Linked DNA regions of Mus musculus: region 1 is linked to region 2. The links are chromatin contacts, called in public Micro-C maps. All regions are on one chromosome and are shown on one strand. Each heading gives the region's core, a stretch centred on a gene start, on an enhancer-like site or on the middle of the called end of the contact. The rest is flanking DNA. Distances are from core to core; before and after follow the strand shown. Region 1 overlaps Rere (arginine glutamic acid dipeptide (RE) repeats). Region 2 overlaps Rere (arginine glutamic acid dipeptide (RE) repeats).

The links. A called contact is a pair of places that touch in the nucleus more often than the background predicts.
Region 1: a Micro-C map of the G1E-ER4 cell line shows a contact between it and region 2, with 2.2 times the contacts expected there. The contact joins two enhancer-like sites. A contact is called at or near these places in 3 of 39 promoter capture datasets (the 3T3-L1 cell line, 3T3-L1-derived adipocytes and embryonic stem cells), 17 of 484 Hi-C or Micro-C datasets (the Ba/F3 cell line, the C10 cell line, the G1E-ER4 cell line and 10 more), 9 of 115 datasets of contacts at active chromatin or transcription factors (bone marrow-derived macrophages, embryonic midbrain, embryonic stem cells and 3 more) and 2 of 9 other capture datasets (adipose tissue and pancreatic islet).

The regions. Positions count from the first base shown.
Region 1 is chr4:150,554,046-150,560,176 of GRCm38.p6, reverse strand. All of the region lies in intron 11 of Rere (arginine glutamic acid dipeptide (RE) repeats), which reads right to left. Among named protein-coding and RNA genes, the nearest start is that of Gm52709, 90 kb to the right of the region's middle. Within about 2 kb of position 3,581, at least 225 of the 459 cell types and tissues checked have an H3K27ac peak or open chromatin away from gene starts, as enhancers often do. A contact at or near this core is called in the Ba/F3 cell line, the G1E-ER4 cell line, the HPC-7 cell line and 2 more, where this site is marked.
Region 2 is chr4:150,457,764-150,463,973 of GRCm38.p6, reverse strand. The region is part of intron 4 of Rere (arginine glutamic acid dipeptide (RE) repeats); the gene reads right to left. It overlaps Gm52709 (a long non-coding RNA gene), which reads left to right. Exons shown (of 2, transcript XR_003955312.1): 1 at 1-353; 2 at 3,152-6,210. Among named protein-coding and RNA genes, the nearest start is that of Gm52709, 6.6 kb to the left of the region's middle. Within about 2 kb of position 2,378, at least 56 of the 459 cell types and tissues checked have an H3K27ac peak or open chromatin away from gene starts, as enhancers often do. A contact at or near this core is called in the Ba/F3 cell line, the G1E-ER4 cell line, the HPC-7 cell line and 2 more, where this site is marked.

The DNA.
Region 1 (6,131 bases), core at 2,332-4,831, 95 kb before region 2:
GATTACATGAATAATCTGGAGGTGACCACAGTCCTTCCACATTGTCTGGCTTCATTCTGTCTGTCCACAGGCCTCTACTGCTAAGTGTCTAAATATAACTAACAAAACCAAAGGATGCCTTCCTTATCTTCTCCAACCAAACCTACACAATTACTAGAGGATTCAAGCTATCCTCTTCCTACCAGCTACCTGCTTAAGGGAAAGAATAAGCAGTTTTCTATTTCAACCTTTGTGTATTGACTACTCCTTCACAGGCTGTCTCCTAGCAAATGAACATTACTCTATTTCCCATTCAAGGACCACATACCTAGTAGGAAAATGACTACATGTCGGGTGGTGTAAGTAACAGCTGAGTCCTCCCACCTACCTTTACCTATGACTCTCTGAGTTAAGTTAGATGACTGTGTTGAGCACAGCAAAGTCCTTTGCTTCAGGGTACTGGCCCAGTCAAGTCAGAGGCTAGGTAAACAGCAGATCAACAGGTGCAAAGATTCAGCTGACTAAATACATCTTGCCAATTATTGGCTACACAGCTACGTTCAAATTAAAAATAACCTGGCACTAATAACAGAACACAAACAGCCATTCTTTCCCTGTGGTATCATTCAAGAATCTCCATACAAATGCTCCAGAACGTGGTTCAGAAACATGCTGTTAAAGGTTCAGCTTTCATTAACAAAGTTGATCTCAGCACAGAGCAAAGGTGTATAAAATAAAAAGAACTGTAGCTTGGCTGTTAAAGCGCAAAGGAGAAAAGTCATTTCAGTGAGAAAGCCCTTTGTAAAACCTGTTTTAAAAGGGGTGGGGGGTGGAGGGTGGAGGGCTGAGTATGAAGCCCTGGATCCATTCCCCATCAGGAGCAGCAGCACAGGCCAGTGCTAGGAAAGGAAATGCTGACGGATCACAAGTTGATGGGTAGGTACCCTCAGCTACATAGGAAATTCAAGAACAGTCTGAGCTACAAGAGGTTATATCTCAAAAATATGTGTTCATAAGTGTTTACATTATAAAATTATATTTATGTAAGTATATATATATATTTATATTGCATACACATATATACTGTTTATATATTCTGTGTGTGTGTGTGTGTGTGTGTGTGTGTATATACCAGTGGCTTACAATAACAAGACGCCCAAGCACCAAATGGTCACCTTTGTGGAGCTATATAACTGTACTAGCACAGCTCTGGGCAACAACGACCCATATTCATACAGACATATGATCTCAAATCAAATACACTATATCTGTAAGCCACTGAGACGTCTCCTGACTTCCCAGATCAGGAAAAGGCACCACAGGCTCACTGTAATCCCTGGTAGGGACTTTATTTTCCCTTTATATGATATTAGCCTGAGTTCCTCACTGAGTTCAGCTAAGATATCACCGACCAAAGCAAAGAAAACCAGCTGGGCATGGTAGTTCACATCTTTAGCCCCAGAACTGGAGAGGCAGAGGCAGGCTGATCTCTGTAAGTTCAAAGCCAGTCTGTCTGGTGTACATGGTACATTCCAGACCATCCAGGGCTACGTAGTGAGATCCTACTCAAAGAAGAAAAAAAACCCATAAAACAAGATTATGAGGGCTGGTGAGATGGCTCAGTGGGTAAGAGCACCCGACTGCTCTTCCAAAGGTCCGGAGTTCAAATCCCAGCAACCACATGGTGGCCCACAACCATCCGTAACGAGATTTGACTCCCTCTTCTGGAGTGTCTGAAGACAGGTACAGTGTACTTACATATAATAAATAAATAAATAAATCTTTAAAAACAAAACAAAACAAGATTATGAGCCCAAAGGGAAGGAAAGTCAATGTCTTTTTAAGAAATGCAGTCCAGTGGAGCTAAGAAGCACTTCCATCAAAGGCAGACCTCAGTCACCAGTAAGCTTCCTGTCAACCAGCAGTCACTGTCTCCTACCCACCACAGGCACTGTGTTTGCTCACTCTGCCCCCGTGAATGATGGCTATCACACTCAGGCAAGTCCCTAAAGGGAGGCTTCTAGATAGAAAGCTGGTATGAGCCAATCACAAGGCTGCCCTGCTGGTTTCTGTTCAGAACAACAGTGCTCCCATGATACCTCACTTTTGCTAAAAATATTGATACTGAGGGAACATGAACACAGCTGTGTGTAAATCACACACACAAACAGATCAGCTCTATCTGCTTAAAAGGGATACAAACACACTACTAATGCATTTGCATTCACAGTTGGACACACTGAGCTGCAAGCTGAGACTTTTCTGCCCCCTCCTCCCTTCTGATGCAGAACATGGTTCCCTGCACTTGTTTGTTGGAGAAGGTATCTGAGGTTAGGAAGGAGATACTGTCATAAGAGCTGTGGAGTTTCATTTTGGCAGGAAAATCCATCTTGCTAGAGTGACTTTAGTTAGGAGCAGGGGGCACCCATTACTTCTGGCATTTTGCTGGTGAAGGCAAGACAGCTGTTCAAGGCTAGGCTAGCTACACTGAAAGATTATCTCAAAAAAGAAAAGTGGAGGTAATGTGGGGGATGGGAGAAAAGGCAGCATGGGCAGAAGCAGAAAGTGGGGAGCCTGGGCGTGTTCAGAAAGAACAATCAGAAGCCCTGTCTTCTATAATAGGCTCACACAGACACATATTGTGCTCACACAGACACATATTGTGCTCACACAGACACATATTGTGCTCACACAGACACATACTGTGCTCACACAGACACATACTGTGCACACGCTTGAAAGAGACCCACCAGCTGGGCAGTGGTGGTGCACACCTTTAAACCCAGCACTTGGGAGGCAGAGGCAGGCAGATTTCTGAGTTCCAGGCCAGCCTGGTCTACAGAGTGAGTTCCAGGACAGCCAGGGCTACACAGAGAAACCCTGTCTCGAAGGAAAAAAAAAAAAAAAAGGAGAGAGAAAAAAAAGAAAGCAATAAAGGAAGAAGTTCCAATAACAATATGTGGACACAACAAGGACCTAATTTTATTCTTTTCTGTGTGTATGTGTGATAAAAATCCTCCAATTAACTTCCTTCTTTTATCTTTTCGCAACGTCGTTCCTATAAACCGAGAGGGGGAGGGGAAGAGAGATCCATTTCTAAGGCTTGGTTTACGGTGCTTACAGTTTCACCAATAAATCATCTCCCAATCTGGGCTTGGAAAAGCACTGGCCACGGTTTGATTGCTCCAGCCCCAGGTTGCCAGGCAACCAGCACAAGGGGGAAGTCTGAGAAGAGCTGACAGATAGCCAAGTGGCTGAAACAACAGACTTCTCTCTGTCACAAATGTGTTTCAGAGCACTACTTGCCCACCTCCTGCTCTCTGCTAAACACGACATGACTGTAAAATCAAAATCAAAAGGCCCCTGTAATAAAAACATACTTCCTGCCCAATTACCAATTGTTAAAATGCTGTGGGGAGGCCCAGATCACACAGTGTACTGCAACAGAAATGTGATACTGTAAACGAGATGAAGTCGCAGCGTTTGAGAAACCTGAGCTAAATGCGGCCTTGTCATTTCAAGTCAGGGGACCTGGTGCGCAGAGGAAATCAGCAGCCAGAGAAGCACCGGAAGGAGAACAGCGACTGATGGAGGAGGACGTTAAAGGAACAACCCAGACAACTACGTTACAGGGGAAGTCACAACTGCTTGATAAAAACCAAGAAACTCTTCAACTGTTCACTGTGGCTTAGAGACAACAAGAGTGTCCTTCCTCTTCAGGGTTGATCAAGGACCTCCTGGAAGCCACACGTGCTGGTGGTTCCAACTGGACTCCCAAATGCTTAACTGTGACCTGGATTATCAGAATGCATTCTATTCTTAGGATAATGTTGATTTGACCAGTTTGAGACACAAGAGTCTAAGGAAGCATGCGCAGCCCCTAGGGTCTGTGTCCTAAGCCAGCACACACGGCGCCCACAGGTATAATAAGTACCAACTCTGAGGCCATGGCATTGAACCTGACATCTTGAATGTTCCAGAAACAAGGGGCAATTCTTAATCTGTTTTATGCCATAGATACTTTGTCATTCTGGCCAACCTAAGTCTCCTAAAAAACAGTTTGTGTTTGCCTAAATACATGGGACTTCAGAGGGAGCCAGTGATAATGAAATTCCATCACTAAAACATTTTTAAAGTTTATTTTTATGTATATTAAGTGTTTGCCTGCATGTATGTAGTGCACTGCATTTGTGCAGTCCCTGAGAAGGCCAGAAGATGGTGTCATATACCTTAGAACTAGACTTACAGGCTCCTGTCCACAGCAATGTGGGTACTGGGAACTGAAGCCAGGGCCTCTTGAGAGTGGCCAAGTCTTACCAGCAAGACATTTCTCCAGCTCCACCTAAACATTTTTTCCTTTTTTTTCTTTTTTGATTTTTCTAGACAGGGTTTCTCTGTGTAGCCTTGGGTGTCCTGGAACTCACTTTGTAGACCAAGCTGGCCTCAAACTCAGAAATCTGCCTGCCTCTGCCTCCTAAGTACTGGGATTAAAGGCGTGCGCCACCACGCCCGGCACCTGAACATTTTAAAAGGTGTGCTGGAGTGGTGTGTGTGCTACATTAACAATAAAGAGCAAAACTACCTGAGGGTCTGCTATAGGGAAGAGGTGGTGGTGTGCATTTTTTTTCAGTGTGAGCTCACAACATGGGCTTCAGAGTACAAGGGCAGAAGTATTCTATCAAAGCAATGTCAGCCAGTTCATGCTTGGGCGCCCAGGATGACCCTCTCTTTATACTACCAACCCATATCCTACCAGGTCTCCAGGACTCTCCTGGGGACCAGACTGATGATTCAAATAGTTCTTAGGGAATCCATTTCCAAACCCTCAGCTTTCGTAGGATTCATCTGTCAGAGAGGGCCGGTATCTACCTTTCCTTCTCATCTCTATTTATTTGTTTCTGTTGTTGTCTGTTTTTATTATTGAGACAGGGTTTCTCTGTGTAGCCTTGGCTTTCCTGGAACTCAATCTGGCTTGAACTCCTAGAGATCCACTGGCCTCTGCTCCTGAGATTAGAGTGTGCTTCACCACCTCCGGCTTTCTTCCCTCCCCTCTTCTCTTAGGAGGAAGCTTTGGTGCTCTCAGGGCACTGCATAGAGCACAATTCAAGGCCCCAGGGCTAAGTTGGATACTTTTTGTTGTTGTTGTTGTTTTCTGGGACAGGGTTTCTCTGTGTAGCCCTGGCTGTCCTGGAACTCACTCTGTAGACCAGGCTGGCCTCGAACTCAGAAATCCACTTGCCTCTGCCTCCCGAGTGCTGGGATTAAAGGTGTGCGTGTGCCACCACACCCGGCTTTAGATACTTTTTAATTCTGTTTTCAACCTAATTGAAGTTTTGATGAAATACCATTTGTTAGGCAACTGAAAACAGAACCCAACAACAGATCATACTTTGGGCATTATTATGGAAGGAACTCAGGTAAATCAGTGGTGCTGGCAACCCTTAATTTCCATCTGTTTATTCACGTAAGCATGGCTTCCTGGCACTGACATCTACAAATAACTGACAAACGGGAATGAGCAGAACATCACCTCATGCTAATGTTCATCTAAGAGCTAATTTTTAGAAAGTCCACCGCATTCACCAGGCAGCGATGACACGCACTTGGGAATGTGTATGATGGATGAGTTTTAGTTTGCCTTATGTCTGCGCACCATGTTCCTGGGACTTCTGGAGGCATAGAGAGCATAGGAACTCCTAGACTGGAGCTAACAGACATTGTGAGCCACCATTTGGTGCTGGGAACTAAACCAGGGTCCCCTGTAAGACATTAAGTACTCTTAACCACCGAGGAGTTCTCTAGACACCCATTTTATTTTAAATGTCAACATTTGTACATTGGAAATGACATCCTCATGATAAAAAAAAAAAACCACATACACACAAAAACACACAAAGCAAACAAACAAGACACACAACGACAACTGCCAGATGGCTAGTGATATGGCTCAGCGAGTGGAGTGTTGTCTAGCACACAAGAAGTATTGGTTACACTGGAGGGTGAGACAGGAGGAACAGAGTTCGAAACCTCCAGCCTGGGCTGCATGAGAGACTAAAATGGTCAGTGTGAATGGTTGCAGGGACCTTCTTCTAGATGCTTCACATGCAGCTTCTGCACTGTGTTCTTTTGAGATAGCGTGCTGGCCTAGGTCA
Region 2 (6,210 bases), core at 1,129-3,628:
CAAGTTTAAATTTGCCATCTTATTAATAACTGAGCGGCAGTTGACAGTAATGGTGACACCCAAGTAGAGGAACAAAGAGGGAAGTCACAGGACTCCCTAACACCAGCTACGGGGTGTAAAGCAGAGGTGGAGAGTTGGGGTTCTGCCTGAGAATGGACACACAGGCTCAGACATTGGAAGGTCCGGTTCCCAGTGGGTGGATGGTTTAGGAAGGGTTAGTAGGTGTGGCCTTCTTGGAGGTGTGTCACTGGGGTTGGGTCTAGCCTCTGCCCCCCTCTGATACAGTACACAGCACCCCCTCAGCTACTGTCCAGTGCCGTGCCTGCTATCGCCGTGGACAACCCTCTGAAACTGTGAGTAAATGTTCTCTTACATAAAGTAGTCATGGTGTCTCTTTACAACAATAGAACAGTGAAGACACCTTGACCGCAGGGCATGGAAACACTAGAAGGTATACAAGCTGAGTCTGACATCTCATGATCACAGGGTCACATGATTTTAAAAACTAAAATGACCAACTCACGGCTAAAGATGTATCTCAGAGACTACTCTTAAGTTTGATGGCAAAATATTCTGAAGATTTGTATTGGTCAACACTGTTTTATGTCCTCAAGTTTCTTAATCCCAGGGAATCAGTCTTTCTGATACAGGTTCTCTGGCTGGCCTGGAGCTCACTATGTAGACCAGGCATGCTGGCCTCAAAATCACAGAGATCCACCTCCCTCTGCCTCCTGAATGCTGAAATTAAAAGTGCCACCATACCCAGGCATTGAGTAAAATCTTAAAAATTACTGAGGCCCTCCCCCCAATTTCTTCCTCTCTTCTCCCTCTCTTTCCTCTCCTCCCTCTCCTCTTTTCTTTACTTTCTTCCTTCCTTCTCTCTTTCAATGTGTGTTGGTGTTTTGCCTGCATGTATGTCTGTGTGGGACTATCATATTCTGGAGTTACAGACAGTTCTGAGCTGCCATGTGGGTGCTGGGATTTGAACCCAGGTACTCTGGAAGCCATTGAGTCATCTCTCCGGTCCCCAGGGTTAATTTTTAAATTAACAGAGGCCAAGGGAATCAGATGCCTTTGTAACTGGAATGACAGATAAGTGGGAGCCACCTGCTATGGTGCTGGGAACTGAATTTAGGTCTGGGAGAGCAAGGTGTGCTTAACTACTGAGCAATCTTCCCAGCCCTGGTTTTGTTTAGAGACAGGTTCTCACTATATAACTAACTTTGGCTGTCCTGAAACTCCCTGGCCTCAAACTCACAGGGATCCACTTGGCTCTACCTCCTGATCCTTGAGATTAAAGGTGTGTGCCACCGCGGTCAGCAAGACTATACTTTCAACAAACCAAATTCAGAAAATGAACAGTACTTTTAATTTCACTTTCTTCTGGAGCTGGAACATTTGGCCCCCTGCCACCAGTCACATCGACTTTAAAGGAGCCTGGCAACATTGCCCGGTTCCAAGAGCTGAGCCTCCTGTTCTGCTGCTTTCTGAATTGTGCTTCAGGATAGTAGGCCTGGTTAACATGGGAAAATAACTTTCAGAGCAAACATTTGCATTTAAGACTTGCAGGGTTAGAAGCCACTGCTTTAAGTTAAAGTTTGCCCACATAATAACAGAAATCTAATTACAGCTAACACTCCTAACTGGTCATAAATAATTCAAATAGCTGGTTAAGAAATGAGAAAATCAGTAGAAACACTGAAACATTACATTTCCCATTTTATGTAAATTAGTTTTTCTTGTTTTAGATGTCTTAATTATATTTCTTTTTCCTACTTACTCAAATGAAAACAAAGACTGTAACCTCTAATACCTGTTGGTCTATTTATATAACTTTTCCATCTACACCATTTTTCTAATACAAACATGCCCTGGAAGCTTATCTCACTCCACATGTAGGACAACAAAGGGCCACTGGCTGCTGCAGAGGAGAAATGGAAGCAGGAAATGAGAAGGCTTTGTTAATCCCTGGGTAATCGATTAGTGTATTCACTCAAGTGTAAGCAGAGCTGGGAAAACGTTCAGTTCTTTTCTTTTCTTTTTTTTAAGTGTGGGGGTGGGGATGGCAATGGAGAAATCGAAGTGTCACAAACATTTTAAAATAGGGATTTTTGTCAAAAAACTTCATCATGTTCCAGCACTAATGTCTTAGAATGATTTTTTTCTTTGAAATCACTGTCCTCATTTTTGAAAAACCAGTTTTAATTTTAGGCTATTCTTTAATTATTGAGATATAATTTACATAAACTAAAATTACTTGTAATGCTGAATAAGTTTGAGTCATGCACCGAATTTGTGTTATCAGCCCAGACATAAGATGGGGGCCACTTCCATTACCACAAAGCCACAACTCAGAGCCACCACGGCCATGCTGAGACAGCTGGCCTTCAAGATTACTAGAAAGTGATGCCCTGATCCTCCGCTCTCCCACACACTTCCCATTTATAGGACACACCATTCTATGGAGCTGCTGTGCAGCCATCTCCACCAGGAACAACTTCAGACAAACCAAATTCCAGGTGAAGGTCAAACCAACTGTCAGGTAAAGATGTCTCTAGAAACTTCCAGAGAAGATTACTTACAGAAATAAGTGAAAACAACTGGCAAAAATAAGTGCTAATTCATTTTAAGGCATTCTTTCATCAAACCATACAATCAGTATTTAACGAGCGCCTGCTAGGGACTGAGTGTTCTAGAAAAGGTCAGTGACAGCAGCCGGGGATGGGGACGTCCAGAGAGCCTGTAAAGCTTGCTTTCCACAGGAGCAGCAGGCCCACTCCTGGGCCCTAAGTCAGATAGATAATCACTAAGTGCAGGGGGACCAAAGAAAAAAGTCAGGAGCAATGAAACCTGCCATTTAGTAAGCACAGGACGCCAGGCAAACAACACTTATTTACATTGCTGTTTAATTTCTTTGGCTATTATATTCCTTAAAATTAGTAGTCTTCTCAAAAGTTTCTGAGGCTGGAAGAAAAAGCTAGAAAGACAGCTTTGGCTGCTTCATAGGTGGGGGGGGGAGGGGGATGGAAGTAACCATAACGACCAAGCATTTAAACTGATGCCTCGGCCCTGCAGCCAAGAACGAGATCATAAATGATTTAAATATGAGATTGTTTCCTCTTCATTTCTTTTTTGTAACTCAATTGCATAGGTTTCAAGCAAGAACTCTGTAGATGGCAATATCATAGCCAAATGCCAAGGGCTGGATATACCTGTCACACAAAACTCTCTACCTATAAGAAGACTGAATCAGAACCCCAAATACAGCTGTCTCGCCTTGTTTGCTCAGCTGAGGCTCAGCTTGTTCAAGAAACCTCTCAAAGATTCCATTCATCCTGGAAACTATGACCTAACACAGTCATTGTGGTAAGTATCCCATATGAACATGAAAAGAACGTGCATTTGAGCAGCTGTTAGAAAGAAATATGACACTTGGCTGCACACACCTTTAATCAAAGCACACGGGAGGCAGAAGCAGGGTGATCTCGTGAGTTCGAGGCCAGCCTGGTCTACAAAGGGAGTTCCAGGACAGCCAGGGTCTGTTACACAGAGAAAGCCTGTCTTGAAAAACAAAACAAAACAGAAAGGAAGAAAGAAAAAAAATATGACACTTTGCAAATGACAAGTAGTCAAATGAAGCTACTATTCAATACTCCGCGACTACTCTCCAACAGCCTGTATTGTCACTGATCTGAACGCCCACTGCAGAAGATATGCTGGAATCTTTGCAATTGTCTAAATACCCATCATCAGTAGAATTAGGACAAATTGTATCGTATCCTTATGATACAACAAGGAAAGAAAATCAACATACAACATGGATGAACTTCACAAAGATACACAAGCAAGCACGCAATTCTCCTAGCAGATGCTGTTCCAAGTGAGCAGTGCCAGTCTGCAAAGAACGAAGAGAGACAGGCCCAGGGGACGCAGTGAGTGGTCAAAGGAAAGACAAGACCACACTGGAAAGACAAAGTGAGACGGAGGAGGAGGAGGAGGAGGAGGAGGAGGAGGAAGAGGAGGAAGAGGAGGAAGAGGAGGAGGAGGAGGCAGCAACATGCACAGAAAACTGAGAAAAAAGAGTAGCCTTCAAAAGCCCCAGAGTCATGACAATTGGAAAAAGAATGTTCAAGGAAGAGGAAGAAAACCGTTTCTCTACAAAGATACAGAACTGAGGGGACGTGTATGAACACCAAAGATTACCCAGCAATGATGCATCAGTGATGACTGGGAAAACTCCTGATTTGCACATTCTGTAACAAGGTATTTTTATTTGTGCATGTGGGGAAAACCCCTTGTAACTTGAGAATCATAAGGCATCATGTGGCAACTTTTCCTCAAATAATTAAGAAGGTAAGTGGTCTTTGTATTGGACTTGCAACCTTTGTGTAAATTGGTGTTAGTCAGATAAAGGACTGGGGAAATGAATTCTAATGATAAACGCATGCATGATAAAGATAGCTCAACTACTTAGTACATGCTGTCAAGATTATCAGGAAGTCCTGAGAAAAAGTAAAGCTCTATTTATAATTCACACTCAATTCCAAAGTTATTCTGACGCCCTCTTCTGACATCCACAGGAAGCTACATAGCCTTGATATCAACCCCACCCCACCCCCACCCCACCCCCACCTCAGTAAAATAAAGCCTTTTAAAAGTGAAACCCTGAGAAAACATAAATAAAACATAAGCCAACAGAGACGGTGCTGTTCAGGTTGGCAAAGTTGCCAGATGAGATCATGTTAGAAAAGCAGACTTCCACAGAGGCACACACCGTGCCCAAAGGCACACACCATGCACAGAGCCTTGTGGAGGAAACCTGGGTAACAATGATCAAAATAACAAGTACACTCATCGGCTGCCTCCCCAACAATATCACTCATGGCAACTTATTCTAAAAGTATTTTTAAATATATTTCATTTTATGTATGAGTGTTTGCCTGAATATGTGTATGTGTGTTTATATATACCATCTATGTGGAAAGCCCAGAGGCCAGAAGACGATGCCAGATCCCCTGGAATTGGAGTTATAGGTTGACTGTGAGTCACCCGATATGAGTGCTGGAAACTGAGTCCAGGTCCTCTCTGCAAGAGCAGCGAGTGCTCTTAATGGCTAACCCAGCTCTCCTGTCCCTCTAAAAATATTTTTTGCACATACACAAAATAACTACAAAAATCTGATATCTAGGGCTGGAGAGATGGCTCAGTGGTTAAAGAAGAGCACTGACTGCTCTTCCAGAGGTCCTGAGTTCAATTCCCAGCAGCCACATGGTGGCTCACAACCATCTGTAATGGGATCTGATGTCCTCTTCTGGTGTGCCTGAGGAGAGCAATGGCACACTCATATACAATAAATAAATAAAGCTTAAGAAAAAGAAAGAAGGGAGGGAGGGAAGAAGGGAGGGAGGGAGGGATAATATGGGCAAGTAGAGCCCCTAGAATAGGATACTTATGTCTGGCTACCTTTTAGTAATTTTAGCATGTATACAGGTTATCTCTGTTGAAAACTAACTGGATTTTTTGCCGTGCATATATGCATCTACTTGTGCCATGGCACAATATGGTGTGCCAAAAGACAACTTGTGGGAGTCAGTGCTGTCCTCCCAAGTGAATCCTGCAGAGTGAACTCAGGTCATCATGTCTTATACTGAGTGCTTCTAACTGCTGCTGAATCATCTCACTGGCTGTCAAATTAACTTTAAAAAACAAAACAAAACAGGCTGTTTAGCTTCAGCCACGGGCCTTTGTTTTCTCTTTTCCCGTTACCAGGGTATATTTCTGCTGCTTCTTTCAATCTAGCTGTCTGTTCAGTCAATGGCAGACAATTTCTAGCAGTCCCTTATTCTATTAGCGCATAAAACTGAGTATGAGTTTGGGTCCTCAGAACCCAAGTGAAGAGTCACATTTCCTAGCATGTGCCAACTATGTCAGTGATGGACAGGAGGATCCCAGACAACTGGCCTACCAGCCAGCCTCCCACAATTACTGAGATAAGCGGCAGGCTAAAGACACCCAACGCTGACCTCTGGTCTCCAGGACACGCACCTGCACACCACTGTGAAAACGTCTAAAGTTGGAACACACCCTCTGCTGCTTGTACAAGAAAGATGCTCGCACCCTGTCCTCACCCATGGCCTATCACATTTCACAGAGAACCTCGTCTCTAAAAGCTCTGTGAATGTAAAGAGCAGAGCAGCTTTAAGGATGGGA